Regions from separate parts of the Sus scrofa genome. Here region 1 is linked to region 2. The links are chromatin contacts, called in public Hi-C maps. All regions are on one chromosome and are shown on one strand. Each heading gives the region's core, a stretch centred on a gene start, on an enhancer-like site or on the middle of the called end of the contact. The rest is flanking DNA. Distances are from core to core; before and after follow the strand shown.

The links. Hi-C and Micro-C count contacts between places; a contact is called where the count stands out from the background.
Region 1: a contact with region 2 is called in a Hi-C map of embryonic fibroblasts, with 2.2 times the contacts expected there. The contact joins two enhancer-like sites. A contact is called at or near these places in 11 of 47 Hi-C or Micro-C datasets (embryonic fibroblasts, epiblast stem cells, fetal skeletal muscle and 6 more).

The regions. Positions count from the first base shown.
Region 1 is chr15:135,126,277-135,130,830 of Sscrofa11.1, forward strand. No RefSeq gene overlaps it. Among named protein-coding and RNA genes, the nearest start is that of SH3BP4, 130 kb to the left of the region's middle. Within about 2 kb of position 1,670, at least 12 of the 83 cell types and tissues checked have an H3K27ac peak or open chromatin away from gene starts, as enhancers often do. A contact at or near this core is called in embryonic fibroblasts, where this site is marked.
Region 2 is chr15:134,232,637-134,237,288 of Sscrofa11.1, forward strand. TRPM8 (transient receptor potential cation channel subfamily M member 8) reads left to right here. Exons shown (of 28, transcript XM_021074741.1): 21 at 1,712-1,853; 22 at 2,869-3,040; 23 at 4,572-4,652. Among named protein-coding and RNA genes, the nearest start is that of SPP2, 48 kb to the right of the region's middle. Within about 2 kb of position 2,410, at least 12 of the 83 cell types and tissues checked have an H3K27ac peak or open chromatin away from gene starts, as enhancers often do. A contact at or near this core is called in embryonic fibroblasts, where this site is marked.

The DNA.
Region 1 (4,554 bases), core at 420-2,919, 890 kb after region 2:
GGAAAGTAAAGGCAGAATCGCGGCTGGGCCTCAGGAGGAGCTGGGACCAGGGTGAACACACTTTTAACTTTTCACATTTATTTTGATCTTTTTCCCTAACAGACAGGCCTGTCTGTTCCTTAGTCCACACTGTGTATAGAAAAAAAAAAAACTGCCCCCGGCTCCCAATTTCAGGGGTTATCATTCCAGCCTCTGGGAGAAACTGACCTCTTCCTTAGTCCCAGATTCCCAGAAAAAAAGATTCTGACTGGGCCTCCTGGGTCGGTGCCCACTCCTCCACTGTGGGCAGAGACCGAGGTCATTTTCAGAAGCGAGGCCAGAGCTCACACCAGTGTGGGACAGTGTAAAGTGGTCCTTTTGAGCTGAGCAGATATCCCAAAACGTAACTATCCCCAAAGTCCTTAAAGGGCTCCTATTCCAGCCAATGAACTTGCAGCGTAAGAGAATGCACTACATTTTCTTTTTCAAAGAAAACATCTTTATATTTTCCAACCATCACATCTCAGAAAGATTTTCAACAAGAACTGAAACAAACATTTAGATTGGCTTTTATGTCACCTTAAAATTAAATTAACCATGGAGTTCCCTGGTGGCTCGGTGGGCTAAGGACCTGGTGTTGTCAGTGCTGCAGCTCAGGTTTAATTCCTGGTTTGGAAACTTCTGTATGCTGTGGGCATGGCCAAAAAAAAAAAAAAAAAAAAAAGAACCAGAGCATCAAATCCCTAAGCATTCTCAGAATCAGAGTTTTATTTATTTTATCATAAACCCAGACAATACCATAAAAATCATTCTCTTATGGATTTATGGTAGCTGCTCCCCACAAAGCCTCAAAACTTCCAAAATAATCCCTTCTCATTTAAAAGAATTCTAGCTGGAGATAGTTTATGGTAGAACAACCGTTTACCATGAGGCCACTTTTCTTTGATAGAGAAATACTGTTTCTTCTTGGAGACAAACACAAACTGAAGCCATGGCTGTGGTTTATAACCTGTGTTATTCTCGGGGGTGGTTGGGCTGTGACTGTGAGACCAGAGCCAGGACTTTGCATCAAAGCAGAGCCTCTGAAGCCGGGACAGGAGAGCAGACTTTCTCTTTCCTTCTCTTGCATCAAAACCTCTCCGAGGAGGATTTCCCCTCCTGGAAAAGCATTTATGGAACCAAGTCACAAACCCGGCTCAGGCTGAATAAATACATAGGTCGCCCCGGCAGCTGCTTCCTAGATGTGGGATTTGTTGATTTAATCCCTCCGTTCTGCCTCCTGGTGATTCTTCATTAATTAAGCGCTGGAGAAACAAAAAGAACTTTGTATTCCTTAATCATGGATGGTCCAAAACATCAAAGCCAACAAAGACGTTTTCAGAAGCTCTTTGATGTTTTCCGTCTTCTTCCCCTCGGGGCCTCCTCCAGGGAAGGAGACTAGAGGTCACCCGGGGAGGAGGGGCCAGGAGGACCGAGTCAGGGGCGTAAAGGGGTCCGTGGCTCTGGCAAGGCGATCGGGGCAGAAGCTGGTGCTTGTAAATAAAAGGGCTGAGCAGCCCCGCCAGCGGGCTGTGCGGGGGGCCGGCAGTCAGGGATGTGGCTGATATCAGACGCTATCACATTCCGAACATACCCTTTCTGCGGGGCAGGCGATGCCGCCAGGCTCAAAGAGGGGTCTGCGGCGCCTCCTGGGGTATGCGTGTGGAAATCACGGTGCACGAGCTAGAGGTCGACTTGGAGGTGCTCACAGCTGGTGCGGGGATGGTTTTCTCCGAAACCACGTGGGCACTGAACTAAAAAGAGTCCTGATGAAACGCCCCAGACCGGAGCGCACATCCGGGGTTGGGCTGCCACAGGATTTTCAGGGGCGCCCAAGATTCCAGCCCCTGGAGCAGGCCCCACGAGGAGTCCTGTGGCCTCAACAGGATACACAGCCTAAACGTTGAGAATTGTGTTTTGACAGACAAAACTGAAGACAGAAGCCCGGGGCGGGGCCCCTCTGCAGGCTCAAAGGGGCTGCCGCGAAGAGGCAAGGGAAGGGCCAGGAGATACGGGAGTTTTGGCAACAGACTGGGTAGCTGGAATATCAAAATCACTGCTAATTAACGCACACCAGACAGCCCACATTAAGGAATCTGGGGTTTGGGGAAGACGCAAGAGTCTGGGCCCACGGAACCCACTCCTTTGCTGTGCACCCCTGCTCCGAGGGGCCGGTGTCCTGTGCTTCGTCATCCTGCGTCTCCAGGGTGCGCTGTGTACTGGGGGGGGTGGTGGCTCTAGTGGCTGATGGCTCTATGGCATCTGATCTCTATCCCAGGATCTCTCAGGGCTCCCCGTCAGGGCTCAGGGCAGCTGTCATGTGATGGCTTGATGGCCGTGACATCCCTTGTCGACTCATAGGACAGTGACTTTTTTTCATTGATCCTTCCTCCTGGTGAGTGTGGGAGGACAGAGAAGAGGACGAATGTTTGGCTAATTCCAGGACGAGGTGACCGTGTGACCTTCTCAACGATCCCACGCTTCCTCGAAGAAGCAAACAGCTGCGCCTGGAGCCACACAGCAAGGGGCCTGAGGGAGGTTCCAGGCGTTGACAGCCAGAGAGACGACCCGGACCTGGGGGCTTCAGGTCCCTGACGCTGGGCTCTGCCGAGAACCAGGTGAGCTTGGAAGAGGACCCTGAGGCTTTGCCAGCTCCTGGGGCCCCACCAGGAGCTCAGCCTGGTGAGACCTGGAGCAGAGAGCCCAGCCCATCCCCCGGCACAGAAACTACCAGCTTTGAGCTGCCACGTGGGTGCCAGCTTCTTACCCGACAGTAGAAAACAAATGTAGATGACATCTGAAAGCCAGCACCATCGATCTCAGTCAGAGGTTTTTTTTTTTTAAAGACTTGTATGCATTTATCATAGAACAGACGATTGCTGGTGTTAGAGTCAAAGCTTGAACAACCTCGATGCATCATATAAAACAAAGAACACTGTGTTGAGAGCTCAAACAAACCAACAAAAAACCTGGCTCCAGCCCTTTCTTTACTGGCTGGCTAACTTGGCTCAGTACTTGTATTACTACAGGTGCTCGTTTTAGGCCTTATTAACTGGGGAAAGATGGCAACTTGCTCCCTAAGTCTTATTTCCAGTTTTAAAACACTCTGTGCGTAATCCCCCAGCCTGTCTCTTTCACTTATAATAGTTAGTAATGCACATTCTCTCGCTGCTTAACCTCTGGCAGCAGTCAGGCTCCTTGGTGGATCTTAAAGTCCAAATTGCACGGCCTTGTCCGAGTTCCCAGCCTGCCTTTTCCTCTCCGCTCCCACCTGTCGCCCCAGCTGGAAGGGTCCCCTCCTCATCCGGGTGTGTGCCCGTTTCCACACCTGTGCCTCCACCACCCGCCGTGGCACGTGACCTGGCACATGGCCTTGATCCAGCTACTCACGCTCTGCCTCAGTTGTCCTGTCTGTAAAATGCACAGAACGCTCCTTGTCTTCCCTACGAGAGGGTTCATCGGATCGGCCATCATTTCATTCCTTACACGCCTCCGGGGCCGCTCACTCAGGAGGTGCTGGGCTGCAGCTGTGGTGAGCAAAGCCCCTGCCCTCCGGAGCTTATGTTCTGGAAAAGGCGGTCCAGGAAGACCTGTCTGATAAGATGAAACTGGGACAAAACCTGAACGAAGTCAGGTCCTGGACGCGCAGACGCCTGTCCTGGTGCAGGGAACAGAGGGCTTGAGGCTGGAATGTGCATGCGGCTGTGGAGCAGCAGGAGGCCGGGGTGGGGTCGGCGGGAAACGCCTGTGACGTTGTAGGAAGCTCGGTTGATCTGTGCTGAGGGGCTTAAAGCAGGGTGGCCTGGTTCTGGGGGACTGTCCCCAGGAGGAGAGCTTGTCACTGAAAAGGAAAGACGTCCCCGAGAAACGCCCACAGCTGAGCGATGGGAAGAAGTCGTTGCTCTTCAAGGGGGTGGGCAGAGAGTTTTGCCAAATCATGGGATGTAGTTCCGGGGGTAACAGGCTCAACCCGTTATTGATAAGCTACCATTATGGTCGCTGGCTTGCTGTGCAACTCTGAGAAAGTCACTGTGCCTCTCTGAGCCTCCTTCCTCTCATTTGTACCAGGAAGGGGCTGGATTCAGGCAGTGATTTCCAACCTGGGGACTTGGAACTCCAGGACCCCACCAACAAAATAACGTCAGAAAGAGCCTTACTGGCAGTGTTGGGAGGAGCTGTCATGTCTCTTAAGCATTGACTCAGCCCCACTCAAGGCCAAGTCCAGCCTGTCAAAGCTTCCCCTGAGCTCTGCATCCTTGAGAGGGTGCGGAGGAAAGGGGGGCTGCCCTGGGAAGGCCGTGACCCTCGGCCAGGTGGCTCTGAGGCCTGAGGAGGACCAAAGGCAGAGCAGGAGCCCTGTGCATGCGGGGGGCTGACAGCCACCCCTGGGGCAGAGCCATGCGGCAGACATGCCTCAGAAAAGCATTCCTGTTCCTCTGAAGGAGGCTTCGTCTGTGCTGTCCTGAGAGCTGCTCTTCTTCTGAGGGTGTGTGCACACATGTGTCAGTGTACATGTGCGTGTGGGTTGTGGATATG
Region 2 (4,652 bases), core at 1,160-3,659:
ATCAGATGGTTTTGGATTCTCTTGGGTGGAAAGGCGAAAGAAAGACATTTCACGCCCAAGAAAAGTCTGTCTGCCCCTATTAGAAATTATTGCAAATGCCCGCTGTCTCTGCCTCTTAGAGACACAGCTTGGTTGGTGTAAAATTGTCTCCTGTCTTCCCTCCCCCTGGTGATCTGGAATTTGCCAAAGGGTTCCGCACGGGCTTTCCCTTTGTGGTTCTAGAACTGGGGGAGAGAGTTCAAAGTCGCGGGGCATAGAGATGGATGAGGATGTGACTATCACACGGCCTTTTCGTCTGGGGCCGTGGCATCCTCTAACCTGCACTTAACTTCCACTCGAATGCTGCTCCTGGAGCCTGCCCTCCCAGTTGCAGGATTTCCTCCACCCAGAGCCAGAGCGTGCGATTAGAAAAACCAGCCGAAATGATGGCTGAAGGTGAAAAGCAGCCAGACTCCACGTGACAGGGGAGTTGGGGAGCCTTCAAGCCTTGGCTCCCCCTGTGCAGGCCTGCTCCCTCCAGGCCTGCCTGCCCTAAAGAGCGTCAAGGGAAACCTCGTGCTTCTGTTGGAGCCCAGAATCCTGACTGTGCACGTGTGCGTTTACCCAGAGTGAGGTGCTTTACACCGAGTGCTCTCTCGACGATTTGCATGGGGTCAGACCTCAGTTTCCGCCTCCCTTTGGGTTAAAGGCCCAGTGTTTGAGCCGCCGTTGGCTGGATGTGATTCTAGAGGGTCCCAGGTAGGAAGCACATATGGAGGTCCATGAACACGCTAGCAGGTGGTTAGCTAATCACATGATCTGGTGCAAACGAGGTACGTTTCCCTGGGGGGATGTCTGGCAGGGTCGAGTCTCAAGTGGCTGAAGTCATTATAGACCTTGTGAGCCCAGAAGTCAGCGATGGCGGGATGGGCCCCGCAGTCATATTTGGGATGGAAGACGAAAGGGTCGAGAATCTTGGCAGCTCTGTTTTGTGTGACCCCCTTGCCCCTCCTGGGGTCCATGAGGGCAGAAGTTGGGGCCTTTGGATTTCAGTCACTGACGGGAGGGTGTGCTCCCTGGCCTTTTATCCCACTTATCCCACTTGTTTTTGTCTTTTTGCCATTTCTAGGGCCATTCTCTTGGCATATGGAGGTTCCCAGGCTAGGGGTCCAATTGGAGCTGTTGCTGCCGGCCTACGCCAGAGTCACAGCAACACAGGATCCAAGCTGCGTCTCTGCACCCTCACCATGGCTCACGGCAACGCTGGATCCTTAACCCACTGAGCAAGGCCAGGGATCGAACCCAAAACCTCATGGTTCCTAGTCAGATTCGTTAACCACTGAGCCACGACGGGAACTCCTTTTATCCCATTCCCCGGCTCCTGGCTGTTGCCATGCTTTTGGTTATTTTTTGATTTTTTTGCTCTTTTGGGGCCACACCTGCAGCATGTGGAGGTGCCCAGGCTAGGGGTTGAATTGGAGCTGAAGCTGCCAGCCTCTACCACAGCCGCAGCCATGCTAGATCTGAGCCATTTGCAACCTACACCGCAGCTCACAGCAACGCCGGATCCGTCACCCACGGAGTGAGGCCAGGGATGGAACCCGAGTCCTCACGGATGCCAGTTGGGTTTGTTACCACTGTGCCACAATAGGAACTCCTTGTTTTTTTCAAGAGTACCACTTTGAAATATTTTGTTAGCGTCTCACAAATTCTGTTCCCCTTCTTCCCACAGGCTCCATCCTTCCAACAGAACCTCTCTCTACTCCGGACGCGTGATTTTTTGCCTGGACTACATCATATTCACGCTAAGGTTGATCCACATTTTCACTGTCAGCAGAAACTTAGGACCCAAGATTATCATGTTGCAGAGGATGGTAAGAATGAGGAATATTTGTAGTTGTCCTTCTTCCGGTTGTACCCAGGTTCCTCTCACTGTCCTGACGGGATTTTGTCTGCAGAGTGACGGCTGCATTTCACCATCGGTCGGGTTTGCTCTCTCCGATGTGTTTTCATCGGGGCCCCTTCCAGTTAAAATTTAACACAGGATGACTGTCAGGAGCAAAGAGCATAAGTCTGTTCATTTCTGAGAACGATCTTTATTTAGATTTGACACTCAGAGCCCAGGCAGTGTAGGGACTTTTATACCCATTTTATAGATTTGGACTATCGGGTTCAAGGAGGCTAATATGTTTGTCTGGAGACACGCAGTGAGCCAGAGGTAGAGCGAGGACTGGAGCTTTAGCTTTCTAACCAAGTGGAACGGACGTCAGGAAAGCGCTACCAGACCCGTCTCATGGGGGGTGATAATTACACACCGGTGATGTGGCTTCTTTCAGCTTGTTTTCCACGTGACTCATACCTCTCGTGCCTCTGTCTTCAAATCAGATGGGCATTTGGATGAGCTCATCTGGAGGTTTCTTTTCCAAGGCTGAGCTCCGGTTTGTGGTTTTAATTCAAAGCGTATCTGGGGCATCGAGTCACCATGAGGTCATGCTCTGTGCGCAGAACCTTAGAAAAGATGAAACTGTGCATTCCTGTCTAACAAGGAGAGCTTTTGCTTTGCCTTAGGGAAAGAAACAATGCAGGCATGACTGAGGGGTCTGCAGAACTGGAGAGAGGGAGGGGCTCCAGGCTGGTCTCATTCAGAACATCTCTGCTACTGAACTGGTTTGGGGACCTGGGAGCAAAAATGCGCCTGTCAGTTTTCATGCTGGGAGACAGACGCCTGGAGACCTGAGGGTGATGATGGCCATTTTTAAAAATTAATGAGCGAATGTTGGGCGACTTAGGTCCCAGGGCTCCAGAGCCTCTGAGCTCCCCTGTGGTCGGCGGAGTGGGGGAGCAGCCACGGCATAGTCCTGACCCTGCTCTCCTGTCCTCTCGTCACAGTTGATCGACGTGTTCTTCTTCCTGTTCCTCTTCGCTGTCTGGATGGTGGCCTTCGGTGTGGCCAGGCAAGGAATCCTCAGGCAGAATGAGCACCGCTGGAGGTGGATCTTCCGCTCGGTCATCTACGAGCCCTATCTGGCCATGTTCGGCCAAGTGCCCAGTGACGTGGACGGTGAGCCTGACATGGCCCCAGGTGGGGACAGCTGGGAGGGGGCAGTTGCTTCCAGAACCAGGGCTCCCTGCTCTGGCTCTGGGGGTCATCTTAGAAGCACATGGCTGGAGTGTGACCAACACTAGGCAGTGGACACGAACTGTCAAAGCCTTTCTTTCTCCTGAGCTTCTGTCTGTCTACCTTGCAAGCTTAGGCCCAACATTTCAGACTGCTTTTTTTTTTTTTTTTCTTTTTAAAATTTTTTTTAATTTTAATTTTAATTGTCTTAGGGCCACATGTGTGGCATATGGAAGTTCCCAGGCTAGGGGTCAGTTGGATGCAGCTACCAGCCTATGCCACAGTCACAGCAACGCAGGGTCCAAGCTGCGTCTGTGACCTACACCACAGCTCACAGCAACACCAGATCCTTAACCCACTGATTGAGGCCAGGGATCAAACCTGTGTCCTCATGGATACCAGCCAGGTTCATTACCACGGAGCCATGACGGGAACTCCCCAGAGCAATCCCTTTTTTTTTTTTTTAATTTTTTCTTTCTACTTTATTATTTTTTTTATTACTTAATGAATTTATTACATTTATAGTTGTGCAAAGAGCAATCCTTGAATAAAGAGACTCTGACGTGTCACTCCTCTGTGTAAAGCAGTCTAAGGGCTACCCCTTGCCTTTAGTATAAAGATAAAAAATTAACATGTCTGGAGTTCCCGTCGTGGCGCAGTGGTTAACAAATCCGACTAGGAACCATGAGGTTGCGGGTTCGGTCCCTGCCCTTGCTCAGTGGGTTAACGATCCGGCGTTGCCGTGAGCTGTGGTGTAGGTTGCAGACGCGGCTCGGATCCCGCGTTGCTGTGGCTCTGGCGTAGGCTGGTGGCTACAGCTCCGGTTGGACCCCTAGCCTGGGAACCTCCATATGCCGTGGGAGTGGCCCAAGAAATAGCAAAAAAAAAGACAAAAAAAAAAAAAAATTAACGTGTCTGGTCACCGTGCATCTGTTCCCTCACTTTCACAGACCTTTCCAACCCCCACCACAGGTCCTTTGCACATGCGGTCCCCTCTCTGGATGCTCTGCCTCTCCCCGTTCATTCAGTTGGTGCCTACTCACCCTTCCGTCCTCGGTTCAGAGATGCTTCCTTCTTGTGGAAGCTGTTCCCAGTGACCATGGGAGGACACTCCCTTTTGTGCCTGAAGTGTACTCTGAACACCTCCTTCTTAGCCCTTCTTGGGGCTGAAAGGTTCAAAGAGCTGTCCAAACAGCTGTGCGGTCGACCATCCATCTACCCATCCAAGCTCCCGAAGGGCAAAGACCATGCTTACCTTGCACTTCCTCTTCTCCCCCATCCTGGTGAAGTCCCCACTCCTAGCTGCTCAGTGTCTCCGTGTTGAGTGGATGCACACATGATGGGAAGGCCTACACCTGGTTTGGACAGAGTGCCTCGGAGCAGTGCCCAGCATACTGCACAGTCACCCTGTGTCCCTTTGGACCCTGGCCCTCTGGAGGGTCCTCACTTCGCCTTTCGGTTTCTGCACCTCCAGGCACCACGTACGACTTCTCCCACTGCACCTTCACTGGGAACGAGTCCAAGCCCCTGTGTGTGGAGCTGGACGAGCACAACC